2 separate regions of the Sus scrofa genome follow, and region 1 is linked to region 2. Evidence: chromatin contacts called from public HiChIP or PLAC-seq data. All regions are on one chromosome and are shown on one strand. The core of a region is the stretch at or near the end of the contact, and the rest is flanking DNA. Distances in the headings are between cores, read along the strand shown.

Region 1 (5,916 bases), core at 326-2,825, 270 kb before region 2:
TGACACCCAAGCTTTGGTAGCAGTTGGGGAGAGGCGGTCTTAGAAGCGGCAGCTTTAATGTGCGTATTTGTTCAGAATGAGAGGAAAAAGGAGGCAGACTCTAGGGATCTTCTGATTCCTAGCTGGGGGGCTGGGGTCTCAAAAAGTCCACTTCCCCGGCACCCTTGTTGAAGGGTCTGGGGGATTGGGAGGGGTCAACACGCGGGGCCCTATGTTGGGGAGGATGCCAGCGGCCCGAGGTGTTGGGGCCTCCAGCCTGTGCTCTCTGCTGTGTCCGCTGGGGTGCCTGGGTGGCCGAGAGAGTGGCTTGGGCCGGGAGTTCCTCAACAGCGTGTGCCTCCTGCTCCCTTATGTTCTCTCTCCTCTTTTTAGGGCTACACCCGCGGCATAGGGAGGGTCCTAGGCTCGGGGTCGAATCAGCCTCAGCCACTGGCCTACGCCGCAGCCGCAGCCGCGCCAGATCCAAGTCGCGTCTGCGGCCGCCGCCACTGCTCACAGCAACGCGTGAGGCCAGGAATCGAACCTGCGTCCGCAGGGATCCTCGTCAGATGTGTTTCCGCTGAGCCAAGAAGGGAACTCCTCCTTTATATTCTTGCCGGACCCTGAACTTTTGTAGAAAATGGTACAGTACAACCCGTTACAAACAAAAGCAAGAGAGGTGGAAGTTCCCTTGTGGCGCAGCGGGTTGAGATCTGGCCTTGCCGCAGCCTTGGCACAGGCAGCAACCGCGGCTCTGGTTCGATGCCTGGCCCGGGAACCTGACAGGCCGAAGGGGAAAAGCGCCGCAGGTGCACTCGAGTTTTCTGCATCCCCAGTGTCTCTTATTTCTCGCTGCGCTGGGGTCCTCCTTCCCTCCTCTTGCGCCCAGCATCAGCCCTTAGGGCGGGGAGCGCTCCCGGAGCCTGAGCGGGGGCCCGCGGGGAGCGCTGCCGGAGGCGGCGGACGTGAGCTGTGCTGAGCGGCGAGGACTGACGGAGGCTCGCGGCGCCAGGCTCCCGGGGCGGCGAGCGAGTTACCACAGAGCGCTCGCCCGCGGAAGACCTCGGGCCCGCGCCGCCCCGGCGCCGGCCCTTCCGGGTTCCGGGTTCCCGGTTCCCGCCAGCGCGGGTCCTGCGGTCGCGGCCGGCCGGCCCAGCGGAGGCCGCCCTCTCCGGGCCGACCAATCAGGGGCCGCTCCCCGTCGGGACGGGGCTCTTCGGCGATTCTCGCCGGCCCCTCCCCTCGCCTCGGCGCGCCCGCGCCCGAATCTCCCGCCAATACCCCTCCCCGAGTCCGCGAGGGCGCGGCCAATCGGCGTCCGAGGGTGGCGGCGGCCCGGCCGCCTCCATGGCGGAGGGGACAGCGTTTTTAGGGAACCCCGCTTCGGTCGGCCGGGCGGCGCCCCTCCGCCTCCAGGACGGCAGCGTGCGGCGCTGCGCTCCCGCCTCTCCCGCCCCCGGCGGGACGGCCTGCGGGGCGCGCGGGGCCGGGCGGCTCCCCCCGGCGTAGGCGCGATGGTCTCGCCCGGCTCGGCGCGCGCGGGAGCCCGGGGGGCGGGGCGGCGGCCGATAAAGGCGGTTGGGGGCGGGGCGCGCGCAGTCCGTCGGCGCCGCGCGGAGAAGGCAGCGTCGCCGCCGCCGGACCCGAGGACCCGAGGACCCCCGCCCCCGCCCGCCGCGTCGCCATGGCCTGCCGGCCGCGAAGCCCCTCCGGGTGCGGGAGCCGCCGCGACGGCGACGCCAGGTGAGGCCGGGCCGCGCGCTGGGGGCTCCCGGGCGGGGCGCGCGGGCGGGGGGCCCGGGCTGCTCCGTCCTGACGCGGCCTCTCGTCGCCAGCCCGCCGCCCCCCGCGAGATGGAGCCTGGGACGCAAGCGCACGGCCGACGGGAGGCGCCGGAAGCCGGAGGACGCCGAGGGCCCCGCGAGGCCGGCGGGCGGCCGCAGACCCGACAGGTGGGCCCGAGGGCCGCGGGGGGCCGGGCCGGTCCGAGGGTGAGCGCGGGCGGGGCCTCCGCCCCCGACTCGCCGGGGCGCCGGGGGTCGCCCCCCCCGGCTCGCGCGGGCCCGCGGTCGGGGGGCCTGTGAGGTGTCTTGGTGGCGGGTGGCATCGCAAGCCGGGCTCGGGCGCCGAGCCCTGTACGTCCCCGGGGCGGCACCGGGGCGACCCCGTCTCAGACCTTGGCGACGCGGCTGGGCGGGGGGCCTTCAAAGGCGTCGACGCGCAGCGTCTCCGGGGCCCCGCGGGGTCCTGCGCCCGCTGCCTGGCCCGAGAACTGCCCAGGCCGTGGCCGTGGCCGTGGCGGACGGAACGTCAGCGCAGGAACGTTCGGGGTCGGCCCGGAGTCGCGGCAAGTCGCGGGCGGGCTGCAGGCGGAGGGGGAAGCTCGCGTCTGCCCCCGCCGCCCGCCGGCCTCGAGCGTTCGCCCCCCGGTTTACGCAGCGTCTCGCAGGCGGGCAGCCTGCGGTCTGGGGCCGAACAGGACTTGCCTCCTGCCGTGCTCCCCCGGCGTGTGGCAGAGGGGCGAGGAGCCGGGCCGGGGGAGGCCTCTGTCGGGGGACCTTTTGGGGGGACCGGGGTGCCGTGGGAGGGGGTCCTGGCAGCTCCGCAGGCCTGAGGCGAGGCCGCCCTGCAGGGGCAGCTGCTGAGCTGAGGCGAAGCGGGGGTGAGGACGGAGCCGCGGAAGGGCCGAGCCGGGTGCTGCCCGAGACTTTTCAGAACTTCCTGGGGGCGGGGGTTGGTGCAGAGTCCAGCAGCACTGAGCTGCCAGGCCTGAAGCCTCGGCTGGTGGGACCGTTTGCCAAGGTGAAGAGGGGCGGGCGGAGCAGGGCTGCCCTGGGGAAGGAGGTGCTCAGGTTTTAGGAGACTTTTCAGGGAGTTCCCCGTGTGGCGCGGTGGGTTAAGAATCTGACCGCAGCAGCTGCAGAGGCTCGGGTTTGATCCCTGGCCCGGAACTTCCGCACACTGTGGGTACCGCGGCGAAAAGGAAAAGAGAGTTTTTTTCCAGACGAGTAAAGGAAGCTGTACGGAGAAGGGAGCAGGACCTCCCAGCCTGCTGGGGCGGCGCACACAGGCGTAGCCGCAGTCCAGACGCTTGAAGACTTGGGCCTCGAGACTGCCTGGGGCAGGTTTAGTGTAGTGGGCAAGGCCTTGACAGCCCTGGGGCTGGAGGTGAAGAGAGGTCACCAGACATTCTCGTTGAGATCAAGCTCTGACCCCTGCAGTAATCTCCCTGCGTTGTTTCAAAACTCCTTTGGATCTCCTGGGTGTCCTGGCTCAAGTCCGCCACACAGGACTCCTTACTCCACGTGCAGGGGTGTTCCCGACCCGGGCCCACTGGACACCGTGCTTTTTGCCTGCGGTTTGCTGGGTGATGGTGGGGAGGGTGTTCGGGTAAGAACAACTGGGGCGGAGGAGGTGGTCCCTCTGGAAGGACGTCGGCGCAGTGTGTAAAGCTTCCTTTGTTTTCCATTTGAGCACTTTTCCCAAAAGTACTCTCGTCCAGGAGTTCCCCGATGGCTCAGCAGGTTAAGGATCCAGTGTTGTCAGTGCTGCGGTGCAGGTTCAGTTTCTGGCCTGAGAACGTCCGCATGCTGCAGCTGCTGCCAGAACAGAAAAAGTCCTCTTGTCTTGATGAGGTGGGGGGGCCTGGTGAATGTGACTTGCCTCACCTAAGACATGGTTTTCGTTCTTCAAAGGTAGTTGCTGTCACACGAGCACATCTTGGGAGGACGTGACAGCTTGTTGTAAACACCTTGAGAAAGTCCCCGCCGCAGTCAGGCGGGGAGACCCGGGCCTGCGCCCTCAGTACACTGTTAGGAGGTTGAGGTCTGGCCCTGGACAAGCCTGCATGTGGTTCTCTTCTGTATTTGTGACACGGTCATTGGGTCATTTTAACTTTTGTTTCACTAATTTGGTTTCAGACTGCCAGCTGTGTTTAGACTGGAAGTTTACTGTTAGAAATTCAATTTGAGGAGTTCCCATCGTGGCTCAGTTGTCAACGATCCTGACTAGGAACCGTGAGGTTGCAGATTCCATCCCTGGCCTCGCTCAGTGGGTTAAGGATCCAGCGTTGCCTTGAGCTGCGGTGTAGGTCGCAGACGCGCCTCTGATCTGGCATGGCTGCGGCTGTGGTGTAGGCTGGCAGCTGTGGCTCCGAATGGACCCCTAGCCTGGGAACCTCCATATGCCTCTGGAAGTGAACCTAAAGAGCAAAAAAAAAAAATTCAATTTGAGTTTCCCTGGGTTAGGTAACCGTAAAGAAAGAAACGATAATTACATAAAGAGATTCTTTTTTTTCTTTGGCCGCGCCTGCAACATGCAGAAGTTCCTGGGCCAGGGATGAACCCAAGCCACAGCAGCGTCAACACGGAGTCCTTAACTACTAGGCCCCCAGAGAACTCCGAGAGGTTTGTTGTTTTTTTTTTTAGGGCTGCACCTGCGGTATACGGAAGTTCCCAGGCTAGGGGTTGAATTGGACCTGCCGGCCTATGCCCGGCCAGAGCCCAGCCACATCTGCAACTTATGCAGTAGCTTATGGCAACGCCGGATCCTTAACTCATTGAGCGAGGCCAAGGATGGAACCTGAGTCCTCATGGATGCTGTTCAGGGTTCTTAACCTGCTGATCCACAATGGGAGCTCCATCCAAGGCATTATCCTTTGGTTGCTGCTGCTGCGTTTTCAAAGCACGCCATCGTGTTTGCACCTAGAAAACATAGAGTTGCTCGTTGTGGGGGTTGAAGGTCGTTTCTACTTTGGATACACCGGTGACGGCCGATAGAAAGCTGAGGCGGAAACGTGGCCGTGTGGGGGTCCGTCTAATCATAAAGGACAGACGTGGCAGCAGGTCTCACTGTCAGGATTCTTGGCATCATGCCCTACTTTTTCAAATTGCCCGAAGTTGACTCAATTCTGGATAGACCTGAGCTCCTAAATTCAGTTTAACCCTTTACCAGGCAAGTGCGCCCTAATGCCGTAAGACCTCTGAGGTTTGTTCTTACTCTTTTGATTTTAGCTACGATGTGACATATTCTGAAGCATTAATCGTGTGCATCTAGGAGTAAGGAGTAGTTGGATTTATTAGGCACCTTTTATGTGCTGGTCTTTCTGCTTAAGGCTGTATTAGCTGAAATCTCTTTTATTATTTGTTTATTTTTTGTCTTTTTGCTTTTTCTAGGGCTGCTCCCGCAGCATATGGAAGTTCCCAGGCTGGGGCTCTAATCGGAGATGTAGCTGCTGGCCTACACCACAGCCACAGCAACGTAGGGTCAGGGATCTGGCGTGGCTGTGGTGGAGGCTGGCAGCTACAGCTCCCATTTGACCCCTAGCCTGGGAACTTCCATATGCTGTGGATGTGGCCCTAAAAAGACAAAATTTGGGGAGGAGTTCCCATTGTGGCTCAGTGGTTAATAAACCTGATTAGGATCCATGAGGTTGCGGGTTCGATCCGTGGCCTTGCTTAGTGGGTTAAGAATCCAGTGATGCCATGAGCTGTGGGGTAGGCCACAGAGGCGGCCGAGATCCAGTGTGGCTGTGGTGTAGGCCAGTAGCTGCAGCTCCAGTTTGAGTGCGCCGCCCCCCCAAAAAAAAATTCTGGGCAAAAGCCCTTATTTTGCAAGTCGAGGAAGTCATCTTAGGAAGCTCCCTCTCTCGGTGCTGACGATGCCGTGGACGGTCTGCCTTTGCCCGCAGTGGACCGTGTCCTGGCCCGGCAGCACTGGCGAAGGGGGCGTGCGCCGAGCAGAGCCAGAGCGCTTTAACCCGACTGCCCAGACCCAGCAAGCTAGTGAGTCACGGGGCAGAGAGCACCCTGCAGCCCGTTTCCCTGGCACCCGCCCGACCACCTGGGCACGTTTCCTGACGTGCGACGTGAAAGGAAACTGAGAGCTGGGTCCTGGCTCACGCGTGCGTTTCCTTTTGCTGCAGCTTCACCACCCCCG
Region 2 (5,539 bases), core at 922-3,421:
AAAAAAAAAAAAACAGGGCCTCCAGTTCACAATGGTGGGTTAGGCACCCAACTTTCCCCTTCCCCTCCCACGAGGCCTACAACCCGAACCAGACAGCACTCCAGGGCAGACCCGCAGCCAGGCCAGAGCACCAGGCGCACTGCAGAAAAAACAAGCCCCCTATGGCAGGGTCCTGACCAGAGGTTCTGCGGGGCCACCCCCTCCGCCGGCTCCCCCTCCACCAGGGCAGCTGGCTGTGCAGGAGCATCCTGGCGGCCTGCCCAGCACCCTGAGGGCGGGGCGAGGCCAGGGGTGCTGCCGAACATCCCGCTGTTGCCTCAAGTCCGCAGGAGGAGAGGCCTGAGCCAGTCCGGCCACCACAGGGGCGGGTGCTCGGCGGGGAGAGGGTCAGCGTGCTCCGCTTTCGCCCTTCCCCAGGAGACAAGGGGGAAGTGCTCGTGCAGGCTGTGGGGAGCCAGCCTGAGCCTCCCAGCCTTCTGAGGAGCGCTCGCTCGCCAGGAACTCAGTTCACGCTCCTTCCCAGCCACGTGGGAGAGCGGCCTGTGCCCCAGAGAAGCACGACCCACACCTTCCAGAACCTGGCCCTCGGCCCCTTCTCCTCCGGCCTCTGCCCGGCACGCCCCTCCTACCACGCCTGCCTCTGGACCCGGCTCAAGGCTGTGACCAGCGCAGCTCCGCAGCCGACAGCTCTTCTGTGCTTAATTAATTCCGCTTTAACAAATGCTTCTAAATCAAGGCTCCCTGGTTCCCTAGTGAAACTTCCTCACGATCCACTGAGAATTGCTCCTGAAAAAAATGTTAACTCAGCAGTGACAGTGACATGCATGTCGAGAGAACAGAGAAGTTATCACACAGGCTCTAATCATTTGTGAGGGAAAATGAAGCTATCTTGCAAAAAATCCTGCTTTAAAAATCATTCTCAAAAAGAAGTAGAACTCTAACCCGACAGGCTCGCCTGCAATGACACTGTAATATTTCTTTATCTCTGAGTCTACATGGCGACTTTAATCGAAGACTACTGAGGAACTCTGGAACTCAAGTGACACTCAAGGACGTCTAGTTGGGCGCCTGAGGCAGCAGAGAATCCTGGTCTGGGCGACAGGGTCTTGCGGAGCTGAGTATGAAACCACCACCCACCCACCTGCTACCACTGAGGTGGACGGGCATGCCGAGGTCCCAGGGGAGGAGAGAAGCTACCTGCCACCCCCTCCCCGGAAAGGAACTGAGTCACCCTGCTCAGCCACAGGTCCCCTGAGAACGCTACAACCTCGATCTTGTCTGGAATCATTCCCAGGTGCTTCTTGGGATTCAATGACCATGAATTCCTCTGCTAACCAGGGAAGGAGCCAGTACTGGCCTCCGCCCTCGAACACCAATTTCATCCCAGTGTCAGGGACTCGCCTAAGTGACCATCCAAGGTCACGTATATGGCAACCGAGTGGCAAGGGCTGTATTTCAGGTTTGGTGACGCCCCGTATACGGGCTCCCATTGGGTCGTGAAGTCTCTCCTTACAGGTCCCCTAATTCGTGTCTGGAAGCTATACATCAACACCTTCTGACATAAGCTTCCGGGAGGACGGCTGGACACCAACGGCCAGTCGCGTTGGGCACCCTGGATGGGCGCCTGCGACCCCACGCCCCTGAGACCCCAGCCTCCAAAGTCACCAGGCAGCCTAAGGCCAGAATTGTCACCGATGTGTTCGCCGTCGTGATGGGGAGAAGGGGCCACAGTCGCATTCTGGAAGGCGAAGCGGGGCGCCAGGCAGACGCGCCCCCCGCACTGTCACAAAGCCCCTGCGGGCAGACAGGGGCACGGACGGCCACACGCCACACCCGCCGGCCGCAGGCTCCCGGGCCCCGGACCCAAGGAGCCCGGCCCCTCAGACCACGGCCCCCGCCCGGCGCCCCAGGCCGCGCCCTGTCCCCTTCTCCCCTCGAGCTCACCGCCCCCCGCCCCCCCACACACACGGCCCGCGGCCCCCGCCAGGTGCGGGCGCCCCTCGGCCGCAAACCCCACCTTGAGGGTCGGGTACTCCTGCACCTTCAGGGTCATAGAGAGCTGAGCCGCGGACTCCTGCACCGCCATCTTGAATCGGCCAAAACATTAGCGGGCGGAGGGGAAGCCAAGCGCGCGGCACGCCGGGTAGCGACGTCGCGGGGCGGGGTGGGGCGGGCCGACGCGTCTGCACCAATCGCGTCCGCCCCCTGTCGAGTGGCAGAGGGAGAAGGCGGGGCCGCGGCGTGCAAGCCGAGAGGCGTCCTCCCCACCCAATCACCGCCGGCCTTTCTCTCGTTCAGCCAATCGGCGGGAAGCCCGGCGGGGCGGGTTCCCTTCTTGAACTCCAGGCGGGGCGGGAAGGTCTCGGCCGGATGGCTCTCCCCCGGCCCTTTGACTCGGCGTCCCAGCGCCGTCTACGCACCGAGCACCCTCAGAAGTGGGGGTCCGGGGTCCGGCGAGGAGCGCGGCTGTGGAGGTGTCTGGGCTCGCGTGGGGCGGCCCCCCCGGAGGCGGTGAGCCCTCCTAGCCATGACCTCTCAAGGCTGTGACCGTGCATGGGAGTCGTGCCAGAAGGTCTGCAAGGCGAGGGTGCCTGTCAGCACTGCTCCATTGGCCGCCTTGCGCAGAGGTCCGGCTGGAGCCTGGCGCGGAGCCGCAGGTCCCGTTGGAGGGGAGAGGTGGAGCGCTTAATCGGATTAGGAAAGCGTCTCCCTAGTGGAACAAGGGCCTGTGCTCTCCCCGCACCTGGCCCGCGGCCCTGGTATCCACGGCGATTCTAGTTTTCAACCACTTCGCATTGTTTTGTTTTGTTTTTTAACATCTTCAGTCAAATTTTATTTTATTTTTCTATTTTAGAGCCGCACTCGCGGCATATGGAGGTTCCCAGGCTAGGGGTCGAATCGGAGCTACAGCTCCCGGCCTACACCCCAGCCACAGCAACGCTGGATCCTTAACCCACTGAGCAAGGCGGGGTGGAACCTGCATCTTCATGGATCCTAGTCAGGTTCGTTAACCGCTGAGCCACGAAGGGAACTCCTCGAATTTTATTTTTTTAAAAAAGCAGCAGATCAGCACTACAAGAACCTAATCTAAATATGCATTTGGGAATGAAGCACGTCTGAGTAGGGAGTGAAACGTTTTTGGAAAAAGCTTTTGCAGAAAACCATCTACTGCATCATCTCTAAACACCCCAGTAATAAATCATTCTGTAGGCTTTTTGCTGCCACTTGACATTCTTATTCCCTTTTATTCCTCTTTAAAATAGAAAGGAAATTAGGTTTCACTAGTTAGGAGAAGATTTTTTTCTTTCTGTCTTTTTGCCTTTTCTAGGACCGCTCCCACGGCAAATGGAGATTCCCAGACTAGGGGGTCTAATTGGAGCTATAGCCGCCAGCCTACGCCAGAGCCACAGCAACGCAGGATCCGAGCTGCGTCTGCAACCTACACCACAGCTCAGGGCAACGCCAGGTCTTTAACCCACGAGCGAGGCCAGGGATCAAACCCGCAACCTCTTGGTTCCTAGTCGGATTCTCTAACCACTGCTCCACAACGGGAACTCCAAGATTTTCAAATTATGCCACACTTCACACTCATTTCTGAAATGGTATTTTTTTAAATGATTAAGTTTAGCATTAAAAAACAGCAACAACCCTAAGGCTACACAGGAAAGCCACTGTCGCAGTGGGAACCCTAGGACCCCCACCTCCACCAGCCCTTGCCCCCATGCCCTGCAGCGTTCTAGCAAAATCCTAGTGCTAACAATCACGCAAGGATGAGAAGCTTCCCGTGCTAAACAAAACAAGTTCCTCCTAGAGATCATATCCACACGAGTGAAAGCTGAGTGCGTCAAGGCAATCAGCACGTTCAGCTTCATGCTAACCCAATTTTGGCCAATTGTGATACGGTAACAGCCAGTTGCGCCACCACCAAAAGCGAATTCATCTGAAAGAAGGGGAGCTGTGACTTGGAACACACCAACAACAGCAGACCACAAGCAAATCCAGAGAACGAGGCGTGGGAACTTGCTGTTACAGGGAAAGTGGGTCTTTGAGCGGGGCCGGGATAACCGACGGGGTCTGTTGGAGGAGCTGGTGGGGGTTGGGGGGACGAGCAAAGACCGGAAGCTGCCGATTGGTTGGGCTGCTGCAGCCTCTGATTGGCCGAGTTTCCGGATGGGGGGAAGGGAAGTTTTCTCCTTCCTCTTGGACGGTAGGTAGAGGTGTCCTCCTGTGAAAGACGTGGCAGAGGCCCCTTCCTGTTTGGGGTGACTGACATGTGCGTTGGGTGTCAGCGCGCCCCCTACAGACTTGTCCTGACTGCAGCCCTAACTGACAGTTCCTTAATTCATTCCACATTTTCCGCTTTTGATCAGGATCTTTCCTTGAAGGTATCACCGATCAAGAGTCAGGATCTCCTCTAGTGGTTTGCTCCAGTTAACTTAGAAACATTAGGGGTTAGCATTTGGATCTTCAGAGGATGCTACTCTAAAGAGTAGGTTTGGAGTTCCTGGGATGGCCCAATGTGTTAACAATGTGACTGCAGCAGCTCAGGTTGCTGCAGAGGTTCAATCCCTGGCAGAGCACAGTGGGTTAAAGGATCTGGCAACGACACAGCTGCGGTGTGGTTGCAGCTGCAGCTCAGATTCAGTTCCCAGCGGGGATTTGAAGATGTGGCCATTTAAAAAAAAAAAAAAAAGGAAAGAAATGAAATGAAAACAAATATAACAATGACAGATGTGAGTCCCACCCTAACAGTAATTACATGTAAATGGATTAAATTTCCTAATCAAAACAAAAAGACTGGCAGAATGGATAAAAACACATGATCCAACCATACTGCAAGAGCTGACTTTATCTTGTGTCTTTTTAGGGCCGCACCCGAGGCATATGAAGGTTCCTAGGCTAGGGGTCGAGTCAGAGCTGCAGGCACTGGCCTACGCCACAGTCACAGCCACCCGGGATCCAAGCCAGGTCCACAGCTCATGGCAATGCTGGATCCTTAACCCACTGAGCAAGGTCAGGGACCAAACCCGAGTTCTCATGGACACTGGTCGGGTTCGTTAACCACTGAGCCATGACGGGAACTCCAAGACCCACTTTTAATCCAAAACTCAAATACATTGAAACCGAAGGGATGGAAAAATATATTCCATGCAAATAATGGTCAAATGAGAGAAGAGGTGGCTATATGAACATTGGAAGAAAATGGGTTTTAAACCAAAAAAGAACATTACGTATTAATAAAAGTTTCCATACAGCAAGAACTAGTGACAAATACAAACTTTTTTTTTTTTGTCTTTTGTCTTTTTGTTGTTGTTGTTGTTGTTGCTATTTCTTGGGCCGCTCCCGCGGCATATGGAGGTTCCCAGGCTAGGGGTTGAATCGGAGCTGTAGCCACCAGCCTACGCCAGAGCCACAGCAACGCAGGATCCGAGCTGTGTCTGCAACCTACACCACAGCTCAGGCAATGCCGGATCGTTAACCCACTGAGCAAGGGCAGGGACCGAACCCGCAACCTCATGGTTCCTAGTCGGATTCGTTA

What was found. HiChIP or PLAC-seq counts read pairs in DNA pulled down with a chosen protein or histone mark.
Region 1: a contact with region 2 is called in an H3K27ac HiChIP or PLAC-seq map of alveolar macrophages. The contact joins the promoter of SLBP here to the promoter of MAEA in region 2. A contact is called at or near these places in 1 of 5 promoter capture datasets (fetal liver) and 1 of 2 datasets of contacts at active chromatin or transcription factors (alveolar macrophages).

What each region holds. Positions count from the first base shown.
Region 1 is chr8:813,813-819,728 of Sscrofa11.1, reverse strand. It overlaps SLBP (stem-loop binding protein), which reads left to right and starts at 1,575. Exons shown (of 8, transcript NM_001244857.1): 1 at 1,575-1,722; 2 at 1,815-1,931; 3 at 5,903-5,916. The coding sequence starts at 1,664.
Region 2 is chr8:539,913-545,451 of Sscrofa11.1, reverse strand. MAEA (macrophage erythroblast attacher) reads right to left here and starts at 2,171. Exons shown (of 8, transcript XR_002346523.1): 1 at 2,018-2,171.